Regions from separate parts of the Ovis aries genome. Here region 1 is linked to region 2. A link is a contact called in public Hi-C data. All regions are on one chromosome and are shown on one strand. The core of a region is the stretch at or near the end of the contact, and the rest is flanking DNA. Distances in the headings are between cores, read along the strand shown. Region 1 holds the start of SLC39A9 (solute carrier family 39 member 9). Region 2 holds the start of GALNT16 (polypeptide N-acetylgalactosaminyltransferase 16).

Region 1 (3,094 bases), core at 276-2,775, 150 kb before region 2:
CTTACAACAGCCCAAAGAATCCATCTGCACTTTCACTGAACAATGCTTTCATCTATATTTCTTCCCTGTTAATGTTCGTTCAAGTGATAATAAAGAACCAAAGAAATTAAAACAAAATGTCAAACCATACTAACAAAAAAATTCATTACTAAGCAAATAGATTTGAAAACAACTTCAAAAACCTATCCAATGTTCTTCTTTAAAAGGAAGTTTGAGTTAAGAACAATTTAGTTTCCTTACTTCATTCTAATTACAGGTATCCCGCCCAAAAACAAAACAAAACAAAACAAAACCACCTTTTCCCAAAAAGCTATGCCTGATTTTCTCCAAAAGAAATTATACTGACTTCAGCTCATATGAACAAACAATATTCTTCATGTATATTTTGACAGCAATCCAGAACCGTGACTCTTTGAAACTTCTTGGTATCAAAATAACATTACGGTGTCTTTCCCGGAAAATGTAGAGTCGCAAATTTTGGTATGCAATTTCAGGAAGTTCAGAGTATCCAAGGATCTTCAGTGGATCCACCACTCCCCGCCCCTACCCCTCTCCGTTAAGAATTCGTGCTAAATAAGAGGTTTGTTTCTATTATTAAATGTTTTGCATCTTCTGAAAAAAGTCATCCTTAAGAAAACCTTTAGCTCTGCTATTAAATGGGGAAGCAGCTTCCCTTTCAATTGTCACTACTTCCTAGCTGCCATCCTGACAGCTGATAGAAAATAGAAAATTGAGCGCTTACCTCCGAGAAATTAACAGCCAAAGGAATGATTCCAGCCACGTAACAGCCCACCAACATAGCCAGAGACAGCAGGCTAATGGAGATGAAATCATCCATTCTGCCTTCTTTATTCATCCAATACCACTAGTCTATAACTTTTCGGGAGCTCAGGTCCTTAAACACGTGTGACTGTTCCAAGGGAACAGGTGGACTTTCCAGTTCTTTCGTCCTCCCCACCGGCAGATGCGTTCACGAGGCACTTTTCTCTTGAACGTATCTGTAAAGAGCCCCCTTTTTGCTGATACTAGAGACAACTTCCAGCAATCTTAGGTCCCAGCCCGTAAGTTTTCATATACCAGTCACTGGATTCCCATGGGTTAACAGAGATGAGAAGTCAATGGGAAACTATACGAAGGAGCTATTGGTTCAATCGTCAGAATACGGGCAGCACAATGGGCCTATTTCCTCCACAAGCAATGTGCCCGATGGCAGCAAGAAAAGGACGAAAACCCCAGTGAACTAGTTCGTTCTCCCTGCTCCCTTATCTCCCTGGGGCACCCCGCAGGTGATCGCCCCCCCAGCTCCGGGACCAGCCCACCAACCACGGGAAACTCTCCTCCGAGTCTAGAGTGAGGAAAGGCGTCCTGCAGGCCGGTAATGGCGGGTCGTGGGGTTCAGCAGTGAAGCTGATACAAAGCTGTCTCTACCCTATACCCAGTGCTGCCCGTGTTACTCCACTCCGACGGGCCTTGACCCGGAGCCACCGATACTACAGCTGCCATGGCCGCCAAGTGGCACCTCTTCATTACATCCACTTCCGGATTGCCTTACAGCCCCCTCCTTTAGAAGGGTACTTCCGGGGTTACAACCGACCTATGCCCCAGGGTTCTTATACAGCCGCCATTTTTGAGTGGGGCCACTGAAAGATGGCTTGTGTCACTGTCTATACCGGTGATCACTTTAGCCGCGAATCTAATAACGCGAGTACCCAAAATCGTGTCTAGAAAAAAGTGCTTTTTTTTCAAGTTCCGATACGTTCCCTGTGTGCTTCCTTTCCCTTATCCAAGATGGCTGAAACAGGGTCACTCTCTGCTCTAGCTGCCGGAAATCTGTGAGCCTCTATGGTCCGAAAGGTTCTTTCGCGGTGCGCCTCTGACGACTTCCGGCGGCTCCTCTCGCGGGGATTGGCTGTTAGCGGCGTTGCGGGCAAGCTCGTGTGCGGCGGCGGCGGCGGAGTCGGCATCGGCTGCAGCGGGAGACTTTGGCGCGATGGTGAGAGAGGCCTAACCGGCTCCCCGAACCCCTAACCCCCGCCGGGGCGACCCCCGCCCATATATCTCCCCACCCCATCCGGCGCGAGCGTGCTGCTGCTCGGCCCTCCAGCTTGTGGGTCGACTCTTCTCCTTCCCGCCGCGGAGACACTGGGCCTGGCGCTAGGCCCTGGGTCCCAGGTCCGCCCCGCGGTTGCGCGCCCGCCTGCTGGCTCGGGCGAGGCGTGCGTTGCGGAGGTTGCTTTTTCTTCCGTTTGCTGCTTGGTAGAGGCAGGCGTGGGGGTGCTGCTCTTTCCCTTCAAACGCCCCAGCCTACTATAGGAACAATGGCCGAAGGATGTTTGACAATTCCGTCCCGAAGCTGACAGAGTGAATGTACTGCATCCCCCGTGTGGACCGGGAGGGAACATCTTTGCTTTGTAGCGTGCTTTCCCGACCACATTCCCTTTTGTTTTTCTGGGCTCTGCCTTTTTTGAAAAAATACATTTTCCCTCTTTTCTAAGACCTTTAGGGGCCGATTTGGTGTTCCCCTCCCCCTCCAGCCATCCATCTTGTGCTTATCTTTATAGTCTTCTTGGGTCTGGAAGCTGAAAAGATAGATTCACCTCAGGGTCCACTTTCCTTAGAATCTGGGTGGAATGGGTGAAGGGTTGTTTTTGGGGCTTGTGTGTCTGTTTTGTAATCTGCAAAAAAGGAGATGCTCACGAGGATTCCAAGTCATCGTGGTTGCTTCCACACTTTAATTTTCGTTTTCTGGTTGCTGCAGATTAACAGATCATGCAGCTGTTGTTAACAAGGAATTTTTTCAGGTCGTAGTTTTCTGGATTGAGATAGGTTAGTGTTTGACCCAACATAGTCTCCCAAGGAGGACTGGGAATTAGGAGATTGGATTTCCAGTTCCTGTCTTAACTAGCAGTGTGACCTTGAGCAAGTCATTTCACTTCCGAGTTTCCTTCTTTCTCTGCCTTTATTTGGTATTATTTTTAAATGCTTAGATTAAAATCTGGGGATATGACAGCAGTTATTATGAACACCCCATTATCATTGAGCAGTTATCAGTGATAATTTTTTATCATTTCATGTAGAATTGAAAATTGGAATT
Region 2 (3,474 bases), core at 600-3,099:
GGGCATGGGGGAGTGGGGCTGGGGGAAAGCCCAGGGGCCCCAAAGTCTCCTCAGGCACAGCCTGGAAATGCTCTTTTGCAGGGGATAGCTACTTCTTTCCTGGTAGGTAACAAGACACGGAATCAGGGACAGGATGGGAACACGAGAGCCTTCCACACAACGACAACCTCCCTACAGACAACACTCCGTTTTCCTGGGATTCGGCTGCCTTGGCACGAAGACCTCAGATTCTCCTCCACACAAGCCTTCGCCCTCCTGACCCTGCGCCTCCCTGGGGGGCTCCTCAAGGCCAGGCCTTTCGGAATGGCCATGCTCAGCCCCACACTCCGCTCCCCCAGGCGGCCCCGCCCCTTAGCCCAGACCCGAGGGTCGCCCAAGGGTCTCGCCCACCATCCGCCCCCATACGAAGGACGCGGCCCGCCCGAGCGCGCCTGCCGCGGGTCCCGGAACCTCCCGTCTCAACAGGTGCCCCTGCCACACACAGCTGTCACCCGGGGCCCTGGAGGAGGCAGTGACAGGCACGCCCCAGTCCAGGCCCCCAGAGCGTCGGGAGGGCACTCTTGCACCTCCATCGAGCCCCAGCCATGCCCCGCCGTTCGCACTGACGTCGGGGGGCCAGACACTGCTAGTTCACCCGTGGCGGTGGACTGGTGTTGGGGCGAGGGACGCCTTCAGGACGAGACCTTTCCTGGATCCAGAGAACCCTGGGGGTAGTCGTAGGGAGTCCTCATCACAAGCAGGTTCAAGTTGACCGGGTCTGAGAAGGGGGCTCGAAGTCCAGCACAGCCCCTAGTGACCGTGCCTTACCCAGCGTCCTCACCCCACGTCTTTTGCCCCCAAGAGGCTGGAGAGGGGGAGAACACGGCCACCCACGCGCTTAGCAGCGTGCGGTTCTCACTGCCGCTCGCCGTGCGCAAGGTCCAGCTGCCTTCCCGGACGCATGAGGCGGGGGTAACCCCTAACCCCCAACTCCCGGCCCCTGCGCCCCGGGCCCCGCGGCGCAGTGCCGAGAGCGCCGCCACGTTCCCAGTCGTGTGCGCACGCCGGGCCCACCAAACTTGCAGTACTTTCTCCCAGCCCCCACCCGCTGTCACCCTCCCTCCATCCCTGCGCCCTGGCCCCGCTAGCCCGACTGAGGTTGCCATAACAACGGACAGGAATGCTCCAACGTATACAAAGCCGGCGGAGCGCAGCGGGCACGCAGCCCCCGGCCCGGCCCCGCGCCCTCTGCAGCCGCGCGGGGCTAGGACGCGCGCCGCGGCTCCCCGGCCGCCCACCCCGCGCGCAGCGCGTACTCACAATGAGCGGGATGGTGCGGTCCTCTCGGAGCTGCTCTGGCCTCCCGCCCGCCCTCTTTGCGCCCCGGCCGCCGGAGGATGCTGCGTGGGCTCGGTTGTCCTGCCATAAGTAGTAGAAAGTGCCCAGGATCCAGGCTACGGTCAGAATGGCGATGGCATTGGCGCGGATCTTCCTCATGGTGGGCGGGCGGACGCCCGGAGTAGGGGCCCGGGCCGGCGTGCTCTCGGGGCCGGGGCGGGGGCCACTCTCAGCCCCAGCTGTTTGTTTTCGCTCGCGCGGGGCTGCTCGGTCCTGCAGAGCAGAAAAAGGAGAGAGGTGGGGGGTGGGGGGGTGATAGGGAGAGACAGGAGCGCGGAGCGATCCTCACGGTCCTAATGCCCTTCAGCCCCAGGCGCGCGCCTCCCCCGGGCGCCCATTCATTCGCTCGCAGAGCCGGCCCCGCGCTCCAGCCCCGGCGGGTTGCCGGGCCGTTGCGCCCCGGGAAAGGAGCGCAGCGGATGCGAAGCGGCGCGAGAAGAAGGCCCGGCGAGGCAGACGCCCGCGGCGGAATGGCGACGGGCCAGAGCCAGTCTCGACTCCAACTGCTCCGCGACCGAGCTCCCGGCGCCTGCCCCCGCGCGGCCCGGGTCTGTCCCGCCTACCTCCACCCACTCCCGGACCGAGCGGCCCTGAGTCACCGGCTGGAGATGCGCGACCCCGGCCGGGGCCCGCGCAGCGGAGCTGCAGTTCTGGGGCTGCGCTCTGAACAGGGTTTAAGATGTGTTCGGCGAGTCCTTGGGAAGGGGCAGCTGGGTGCGAGGAGAGTCTGGAGTTTGCATCGGGATCCTCCGCAGCCTAGGATGCCGAGCCGCCAGAGGGCCCGCCCCGAGGAGGGATTGGAAGCCGGTGCACTTGACATTCGAAGAGAGCGAAAGGGAAGAGACGCGGCTTCGCAGCCAGTGAAAGGAGATTGTGGGTACAACCACCTCACCTCTTCCGTTCGCCTGGGGCTCCCAGCGTTCACGATGCTTCCCTCCACCCCGCCTCGTTGTCCGCTGGACAACTCGGGGGTATCGTCGTCACCGTTTCATCAGGAAGAAGGGAGGAGGCCAGAGAGGCTGGAAGATTCGCCCGAGGCCACACGACTAATTAGTGGCAGAGCCCATTCTAGAAACTACCTCTCCGTCTGACACTTAAAGCAAAGTTCAAAACACTGACACAGAAACCAGTGAGATTCTGCCCCGGCTCTGTGTGAACTACTCTCACTTACGAGCAGACAGCAAGGTGGGCTAAGTTAGTTCTAGGAGACCAGCGCAGGATCAGGCATGAAACAGACACTCAGGGAATAGATATTAGATACTAAATAGATATTAACTTAACTAACCAAGCAGAGGTCACAGAGGAAGAAATACTGTACCGCAAGGCAGTCTTAAGGAAAGGCTTCTCAAAGAAAGTGGATAAATTCTTCGAATAAAGTCTTAAGAGGTAGGAAAGGGGAGGACAGGGCAGGGTGTGAGCGCCATGAACAGCCTGAGAAAACGTCCAGAGGATGAAAGTACTTGATGCTTTCAAAGAAGAGAGGTACCTGGTGGTGCTGGGTACCAGGATCTGGAAAGTTCTTGGTGGGAGTTGAGGTTGGCCAGGCTGAGGCAGTCTGGACCCAGGAGGCCCTTGCATGTGAGAGGCAGGGTTGTCAAGGAGTTTGTGTCCTCCTGGTGCTCCTGGACACTGGCTGGTCTGAAAGACCACCTCGGGTCCTGGCCTCTAAATGAAGCTGGCAGATGGTGAGGTCACAGCTCATGCTTTATCCTGCCACCTCCATCAGCACCCCTCCGTCCCTGTTTCTCCAGCAGCAGGACTGAAATGTGCATGTAGTAGACGCTCCATACATTTCCACTGGAGTGAAGTAAATTGAAGGAAGAAAACCTGAGTGGGTTTTCTGGCTGCAGAAAAGTCATCGTTATAACTGCAATATCCTTTCCTCACTCTGAAGTCTCACCACGAGGACAAATCCAAACATGACCCTTGCAAGAATGTGACCCTAAGAAGGGTCATGGACAAAAAAGGATCTCACCAAGAGCTCTGTAAGAGTAGCAGGGAATCTGAGGCAAGAGGAGATGGTAACAGGAGCAATAGGAGAAGGTGCGGGGATTCCTGCCAGCCTTGCTGTCCCCCGTCTGCCTTGCCTGGAGAGTT

The links. A called contact is a pair of places that touch in the nucleus more often than the background predicts.
Region 1: a Hi-C map of muscle shows a contact between it and region 2, with 2.3 times the contacts expected there. The contact joins the promoter of SLC39A9 here to the promoter of GALNT16 in region 2. A contact is called at or near these places in 2 of 16 Hi-C or Micro-C datasets (hypothalamus and muscle).

Annotation. Positions count from the first base shown.
Region 1 is chr7:79,290,058-79,293,151 of ARS-UI_Ramb_v3.0, reverse strand. SLC39A9 (solute carrier family 39 member 9) reads right to left here and starts at 1,525. Exons shown (of 7, transcript XM_004010748.5): 1 at 743-1,525. The coding sequence starts at 856. ERH (ERH mRNA splicing and mitosis factor) reads left to right here and starts at 1,886. Exons shown (of 4, transcript XM_004010751.4): 1 at 1,886-1,993. The coding sequence starts at 1,991.
Region 2 is chr7:79,144,956-79,148,429 of ARS-UI_Ramb_v3.0, reverse strand. GALNT16 (polypeptide N-acetylgalactosaminyltransferase 16) reads right to left here and starts at 1,849. Exons shown (of 15, transcript XM_060418700.1): 1 at 1,300-1,849. The coding sequence starts at 1,476.